Linked DNA regions of Sus scrofa: regions 1 and 3 are each linked to region 2. A link is a contact called in public HiChIP or PLAC-seq data. All regions are on one chromosome and are shown on one strand. Each heading gives the region's core, a stretch centred on a gene start, on an enhancer-like site or on the middle of the called end of the contact. The rest is flanking DNA. Distances are from core to core; before and after follow the strand shown.

Region 1 (2,700 bases), core at 121-2,620, 130 kb after region 2:
ATATCAATAGGTCATATCTGGTTACCTGCTCTCCCCATCAGAGAACAACCTGAACCATTAAATGGAAGCCTCTGAAAAACCCAAAGACAAATGATGTTCAGAATCACTCCCAGGCCCTCAGAATTAAACAGGAACCTCATATCTTAACTCTGGATTATAGTCACTACTGCTCTATTTTCTAATTATGTTTTGCATAAAAAAGCCTTGTTCACCCCAATCAAATGACAAACTCCAAGGACAGGCCTGGAATATTCCACAGGTCATTTTTGGACTACTGGTCACAGGCTGGACACAGGACAGCAACACACATGTGAGTTCCTTTCCAAGAAGGAACTTTACCAATTTCCTCCAAAGCAGGACAGAGCGTTTCCTCCAATGCATGACAGAGCAAAATGCGCTAGAGCATCGTATTTTCCCCTAAAATATTCCCTTTGGGAGAATTCACTGCTACGTCCTGAGCACCAACCCAGTCTGATCCCAGTAACCAAAGAGCACAGCTTTTTCAAGACAGCCATGTAGTTGTTCACTTGAAACATGTAAGAACTTACATGTGGAAACACTGTGCAAACCCTTCCCCATTTTATGTAGTAGTATTCTTCCTAATAAAGGTAATTTGCTAAATTACCTTTATTAGGAATCATCACAACTTCCTAAGATCTTAAGTCAACAGAATTCACATATCAGGAGGCAAATGACTTTTCACCTATGTCTCATGTTTAGTTTAGAAAGTATCACCAAACTGGTAAGCAAAAGTAGCAGATGAATACACATTTTGACAGGAGACTAACATTCTTCTTGCCTAAATGCTGGACTAATATTGATCCAATTAAGATTATTTCAGTTTGGTTAAATTTCTCCAGCACCTCAGTTTCTGTGTTAAAACACTGTTAAGGTCACAAGGTGAGTGATCTTAGTCTGAACAGTCACTTTACCCTGGATTTCACTCCATAAATAACCCATGCCACAACATACACAAATCCACACAGAGACCTTCTGCAAACATAAGGTTTCATACAGCAATAATAAGTGGGGCATATTTTACATTTCCTAAGGAACTGTATAGCCCGTGCTGATGATCTTATCCCATAGCAAATCCAGAGTGATCAATTCTGGAGACAAAGCAAATCTGGACTTGTGGCCAAGTATGACAGATAGATAGATAGAGGTCACGTGCAAATACTCAACTGTGCCCTTATGGAGCAATACAGCCCCCATATACTTCCTTCAGTCTGCTTCCCCCTCCTTCCCCAAGTAACCTTGGGGAGGTCATTCAACCAACTTCTGTCTGTTCCCAAGAGGTAGTGTAGTGTGAGCTTAAGGACACAGACTCAGGAGTCAAGCATCTTGGGTTTGAGTCTTGGCCCTGTTCCTTACGAGCTGTGTGATCTTGGGCCAGTTACTTAACCACTGTGTTTATTTCCTTATTATGACATGCAGATAACAACAGTTCCTACCTCATGGGAATTATGAGTTTTTAAATATGAATTGCTTAAAACAGTGCTTGCCATGCACTGAAGTGCTATGGGAGCATGAACTATTACATCCTCATCAACAACAAAATAGATTACAGCATAGGCTACTGCTTAGCATTTTTATGAAAATCAAGACCAATGGAGAGGACACATGGACTCTGTACATTTCAGTAACTATTGTAGCTTTCGAGTTTGGGGCAGTAGGTTTATTATATCATTAGATGATGACTCTGGCTTATGGGCTCTGCAGGGAAGAGAGCAAGAAGCCAAAGCAGGTAGTCACGCAGTGCCCCAGCCTGACACTGGCAATGAGCAAAATTGCCTCAAGAACTGATGAAGCCCCCTCAGCCAACCCCTTCATCTCGCTGAGACCACATCCTGAAGCACTGAGAGGCAGGAACAAAAGTCTCTGTTTGCCATCAACAGCCCCGCCCAGCACAACGAGATAAGGTTGGTTTAAGTCGAGGTCTGCCCAGTTCCATCTTGGCCCCATCAAATGCCAGGTGGTCACTATAGGTGACCTACCCTCTGAAGCAGAGTAAGCTGAAGGGGGAGAAGGGAGGCACTCAATTGTGTTGTTATCCATACCACCACTGTGGCTGGAGGACTGACAAGGGATCTGCACGTCACAATGCAAGCAGGTAAAACCACTGGTACAGCTGGCCTTCATTTTCTACCCTCTCCCAGCCTAATTATTTAGGACATTAACCTAGTTATGCAGATGGGTCTCGCACAATCAGTGATGTGACAAAAGCCAGATCCTGCAAGGCCACCTTTTCTAATTGTTCACTGTTTAAACCACATCATGATTACTGAAGGTATCTTTTCGACATGTCCAAACTGAGTAATAATTTTTACCCTGTGTTTTCACAAATGAGCTGTCAACTCCAGGTACGTCACTTACATTTAAGAATTTCCATCAGGGCCACTGCACCAATGTTCATCTTCTTTTACAGCAGGAAACCAACCAAGGGCATGGGTATTCTAAGGAAGGGGCAGGCAGAGCGTTCAATCTCCCAAATCCTGCCTCAGGCTGCCATTCCTTTATGATTCTTATTTTCCCAACTAAAATGTGATCTCCAGGAAGAGAGGTGCATCTTTTTTTTTTCATTTTTCTATCTTTGTACTTTTGAGTTCCCTCTGGTACCTGAAAATGCATTGCACATCCTGGGCCCCTAATAAATGGCTGGGATTCTGAGTGGTGGGCCCCCTCTGCCATCTGCCATTG
Region 2 (2,726 bases), core at 107-2,606:
AAGTTGTCTTTTTGTTTTCTTTTTGGTTTCCTTTGCTGTGCAAAAGCTTTTCAGTTTGATGAGGTCCCATTGGTTTATTTTTGCTTTTTTTTCTTTTGCTTTGGGAGACGGACCTGAGAAAACATTTGTAAGGTTGATATCAGAGAATGTTTTGCCTATGTTCTATTCTAGGAGTTTGATGGTGTCTTGTCTTATATTTAAGTCTTTCAGCCATTTGGAGTTTATTTTTGTGCATGGTGTGAGGGTGTGTTCTAGTTTCATTGATTTGCATGCAGCCATCCAGGTTTCCCAGCAATTCTTGCTGAAAAGACTGTCTTTTTTCCATTTTATGTTCTTGTCTCACTTGTCAAAGATTAATTGACCATAGGTGTCTGGGTTTATTTCTGGGTTCTCTATTCTGTTCCATTGGCCTGTATGTCTGTTTTGGTACCAGTACCACACTGTCCTGATTACTGTAGCTTTGTAATATTGCCTGAAGTCTGGGAGAGTCAAAGCATAGCATTTTAAAGGAAAAATGAGAGAGAAATAAAGGGAAGAAAATCATGAAAATGGATTTTCCAGTAAGAGACTGATATGAAATCATTATAAGATTTATAAAGATTTTGAGGACAGATGTTACAAGCGAAAAGTTTTATTATAAATTGCGATGTGAATACCTTGAAAACGTAGATATTATAAAGACAGTATTTCAAATTAATACAGAAAAGACAAATTATTTAATGAATGATACTGGAATAAAAGCATTTAATAAACAATGTTGGAATAACTGGTTAGACACCTGGGAGAAAAATATATCCAAACCTAGAAGTTCAGACCAGGATAAATTTCAGATAAATATTTAAAAGGAAAAAACAAACCATAAATTCGTAAAAAAAAAAAAAAAAGCCCTAGGATATTTCTTTTACAATCTTAGATTGGGAAAGCCTGACAGAAAACACAGAAGCCCTAAAATAAAAGGATTTTTAGAATGCTATTAGTCACTTTAAGAGATGAAAAACAAATTGGGGAAAATATATGCAACTAAAATCATAGATAAATGGCTAGTGTCTCTACTGTATAGAAAGCTCTTATAAATCAATGATAAAAGATCAATAACATACAAGATCAATAACATACTAGGTAAAAAGCCTGAGAGTATAAACAGCTTACAGAACAGAAATACAAATTACCCTTCAATATTAAAAGATTCTCAATCTTACTCATAATAAGAAAAATACAAATTAAAACTATACTGAGACAACTAGTATTCACTCTCATAGTAAAAAAGCTTAAAGTTGGTAACACAATACGTTAGCACATGTGTGAGAAAACCGGCAATTTCAACATTACTAGGAGGGCTTTAAATTGGTACACTCTCTAAAAGGGGAAATTTTGCAATTTTTGTCATAATTGCAAATGTTCATCTCCTTATATCTTGTATTTCCCCTTCTAGGACTTTATTCTTGATATAAATTTGCTAATGTATAAAATAATATATTAACTGCAGCATTGTGTGTACAGGCAAATCTGGACAATAATTGTCTATCTACAGGGAACTGGTTAAATAAAATATGCTTTATTCATGCAATAGAGTATAATGAAATGCAGCTATGACAAGGAGTGAAGTAGCTCTTTAGGTACAGATACAATATATCCTTAGGATTTACTGTTAAGTAAAAACATCCAGATGCAGAACAGCGTGTGTAGAATGCTAGCCTTTGTGTAAAATTTTTCGCAGAAGAATATATGTGTGTACCTATGTATTTGAATATGTTGAAAATAAGTCTGGAAGGGTATATAAGAAACTAGAACTTGGTTTTCCCTAGGCAGTGAGCTGGGTAGCGGAAAACCATGGGTGGGAGGGAGATTTCTCACTACACATCCTTTTGTGCCTTTGAATTTTAAATCATATGGCTATGTCTCCTATTAAAAAAAAAGTATAGCAGATCTTTAGGAAACGAAATGTACTTTTTTAACTGAACGTATTTTTATGATGTCAATGTCAGAACATGGTTTGCTAGGATTTCCACCTGGTGGGAGGTGGGAGGGAACCTGGATTGTTTTACAGAATGCAGTTAAACAAAGTGGTTACAGAAGGGAGAGAGATGGGGGAAGGGCAGGAGAGGGGAAAGGGATTAAATTACTAAGTATAAAATAAATAAGTTACAAGGATGTGCTCTACAGCACAGGGGGTATAGCCAATATTTTATAATAACTTTATTTAGAATATAATCTATAAAAAGATCGAGTCCCTATGTTGCACAGCTGAAACCAATCTAATATTGTAAGTCAGTTATACTCCAATAATAAAAAAGGAAAGTAAGAAAGAACACAGTTTGAGAGTTTTTTTTTGGTAGAGAAAAGAAAACGCAAACATGCAGCCCTGCTCATATTACCAGTGTTTCTTCCTTGGCTACAAAAAGCTTCTCTCCCTTGCTCTGCCCAGAGAGCCATACACATTTCCTGCCTCTCCTGATGGCTCTTGCTGGCGTCTGACCTAAATGACCTTCACAGAGTCAACCAGAGTGAGAGGGGCACTCTTGAGAAATATCTGAAACTTTAATGGCTCAAGGGCCTGGGTAAGCTGCTCCTACAACTGCACATGTGTTTTGTACACTCACTCCCTGGCAAGGCTGTGGTGTCCCTTTTACGCAGAGTTTTCTAGAGAACTAGGTCAGGTAACAGCAGGGACTCCTATACATTTAACTCCCCTCTCTAGGTGGTGCTCCAGAAACCTCTCATTCCCC
Region 3 (2,734 bases), core at 127-2,626, 190 kb after region 2:
GATCCAAGGCTAGAAAGCATTTTTGTAAGTCATGATCCAGACTATCAAATCATTTACAAACTATTAGGATCGGCAATGCTCTCAGAAATTTATGAGGATGCCAACATCATGATATACTTGCAGGTTGCATGTATTATCATGAAAAGATCAGGGGCAATAATTGATGGGCTCAAAATCCTATGTAGCAAACTTGATAAATTATCTGTTGTTTGAAATTTGCTTATCTTTTTGTTTTGGCCAAGAACAAAAGGAGCTCCCAAACTCTATTTTGTGGGGTGTGTCTGGGTGGGGTCTGTGCTGGCCCCTGGGGACATCTGTCTTTGGGGTGGGGAAGGAGGCGGTCATCAAAGCACCCGGCCCATACTAGCTTTTGAACAGTGCTGCACGTGCAACAACACCACATCTGCATTCTCGCCTCTGGTCCTCACCGCAATCCTGCTTTCATCTCAACCATAGAACCTGAAGGCTCAGAGGAATTTTAAGGTAGTCACGAGCCATTAGGACAGAAGAAAACAGAGCTGGAAGGAATCAGGTCTTCCATTTCCAAGGGATAAGCTGTCTCCCTATCAGGGGGTTGGAGGGGAGCCAGGGCAGATAGGAGGTGCTTTAGTAGATGGACAATCAACAAGCTTTAGTAGATGGACAATCAACAAGCTAAGTGTTGCGGGAGACGGCAAGTGGATGGAGCCGGCCTCCACAGTCAGCCTGACCCAGAGATGAACCTTGTCTCCACCACTCACAGCCCGAGGGACCCTCAGCAAGTTGCTCCCTTTCTCTGGCCTGAAAGACACCCACTCCATGTGGGGGCTGGGCTGCAAGAGGAGGGCTGCTTCTACAAGCATTTTCACGAAGAAGTGATAACGTTGCAGACAGCTGGGGAGTGACCCCCACACCTCCCTCAGCTCACCTCTAATTCTGCTCGGGAGACTGTCACAGTTCAGCATTACACGCTTATTAGCATCTCATTTCAGAGGTCAGGGCCTGTCAAACCCAGGAGCTAAAAAGTAGAACCTTACCCTCTGTAATTTCTCATGATCACTCATGTTTGCTGTTCTTGAGAGTTAGTTTTTCAATAGCAAATGAGGATAGTGACTGAGGATTTCTGACAGATGGACAGATGCAGAGAGCAAAGGCCATCCTTGCTAGTGGAGCCTGATACTCGCAAATCCAAGAGAAAACTTCAACTACAGCAAAATGAAAATTACATATCTCTATCTCAGCAGGAGAAAAATGCCTTTGGTTCCCAGCACTTGGTTTATCATCTAGATTTAGGGCAAGTGGAAATTCCTTTTATCCTTTGCTTTGGAGACCTCTAGTGCAAAGCACAAATTTTAAACTCCAAAGGCAGCTCCTTTCTCTCCCGGGAGAAGAAATAAAAATCACCTTGCGGTAATGACTGCCACCTTGTGGCCATACATAAAACTGTCACGGGGGAAAAATGGCCAGTGTTGTTTAAAGGCTTCACCTGCGAAACAGTGGAAATCCCACATGGACACTAACATTGAGGGATATTATATACTTCAGGTTGCTCTTGAAAATTCTGCAATATATATGCTATAGTCACTGATTTTCCAATATGTCCCAGGTTAATTTCTTTTCCACTAATTGTTCTTAAGATCTCAGTCTGCTGTTCTAGCATCACGAGGACTTCCTTTAGTAGGTAAAAGTCCCCTGGACTTGAGTAGGATACAGTTCTTTATTTGTTCATTACAGTAACTTGAAACAGCCATGTCAGTCAAGGTCTGACTCAAAGGTTATCAGCCAGTTACTATCGTCTGACCAAAGTCATAGGAAACCATCTGTTTTTTGGTGCAGCCCTGGGAAGATGACCTGAGTGTGGCCCTGCCTGACCCATGGACTGGGGAGGTGAGCTTGAAGCCCAGTACCACCCACCAGTGTTCCTTCTTTCTAAGCATGTTCCTGAGCCCAGAGCCGCCACCTCACTATTCTCTGAGCAAACAATTTGTGAGGGCAGAGGAAAGGCTTTAGGGGAACAGAGTACAGAGCATGGCAAGTAGCGTTTGGGTGGTACTCCGGGTAGCAGGGGAGGATGGACAAAACTGGAGTTCTGAAGAATCATGGGACTTGGGGATAGGAAGCAGAGATTCCAGGGCAGAGCAGCAGGGCTCCTGGAGCCACTGAAGACTCTGGTGAGGAGGGTATGGCCTCAAGGAGCCCAGACCATGAGGGGCGGGAAGAAGGAGTGCCCCAGAAGCTATTAGCTGAAGCCCCGGCTCCTCAGGATATACTTGGACTGCCTGGAAGTACATGCCATGTGTCCCTCTTCACACTTCCTCCCTGTTCCCAGCTTCCAGCTTTCCCTGCTCCATCCATTCTCCAGGCTGCACATGTGACTGTGTCAACATACATGGCCCTTAAACATATGTGAAAGCTCAGCATCACTCACTGTCAGAGAAATGCCAATCAGAACTCTAAAGACACTTTTTTTCAAAACCTCTCCAACCATCAAAATGACAAGTAGCCTGCCACGATAGGAGGGTGGGGGAAATAAGCTTTCTCTCACGTGGTTTGGGAGTGAGAATTTAGAAATACAGCAAGCAGGTGGGAAGAGCTTGGGCTCAGTATTCAGATGGACTAGCCTGAAAACCTCTGCCACTTGGAAGCTAGATGTCTTCCTGCCTCAGTTTGCTCATCTGTAAAATGGGAGGGATGCTAATAGAACATACTTCATAGGATTACTGTAAGGATTGCTGAGATAATACCCATAAAGCAC

The links. HiChIP or PLAC-seq counts read pairs in DNA pulled down with a chosen protein or histone mark.
Region 1: a contact with region 2 is called in an H3K27ac HiChIP or PLAC-seq map of alveolar macrophages. The contact joins two enhancer-like sites. A contact is called at or near these places in 2 of 2 datasets of contacts at active chromatin or transcription factors (alveolar macrophages and skeletal muscle).
Region 3: an H3K27ac HiChIP or PLAC-seq map of alveolar macrophages shows a contact between it and region 2. The contact joins two enhancer-like sites. A contact is called at or near these places in 2 of 47 Hi-C or Micro-C datasets (liver and psoas muscle) and 2 of 2 datasets of contacts at active chromatin or transcription factors (alveolar macrophages and skeletal muscle).

The regions. Positions count from the first base shown.
Region 1 is chr1:190,397,626-190,400,325 of Sscrofa11.1, reverse strand. The region is part of intron 10 of PRKCH (protein kinase C eta type); the gene reads right to left. Among named protein-coding and RNA genes, the nearest start is that of PRKCH, 190 kb to the right of the region's middle. Within about 2 kb of position 1,370, at least 3 of the 83 cell types and tissues checked have an H3K27ac peak or open chromatin away from gene starts, as enhancers often do. A contact at or near this core is called in alveolar macrophages, where this site is marked.
Region 2 is chr1:190,530,786-190,533,511 of Sscrofa11.1, reverse strand. No RefSeq gene overlaps it. Among named protein-coding and RNA genes, the nearest start is that of HIF1A, 93 kb to the left of the region's middle. Within about 2 kb of position 1,356, at least 2 of the 83 cell types and tissues checked have an H3K27ac peak or open chromatin away from gene starts, as enhancers often do. A contact at or near this core is called in alveolar macrophages, where this site is marked.
Region 3 is chr1:190,345,698-190,348,431 of Sscrofa11.1, reverse strand. All of the region lies in intron 9 of PRKCH (protein kinase C eta type), which reads right to left. Among named protein-coding and RNA genes, the nearest start is that of PRKCH, 140 kb to the right of the region's middle. Within about 2 kb of position 1,376, at least 10 of the 83 cell types and tissues checked have an H3K27ac peak or open chromatin away from gene starts, as enhancers often do. A contact at or near this core is called in alveolar macrophages, where this site is marked.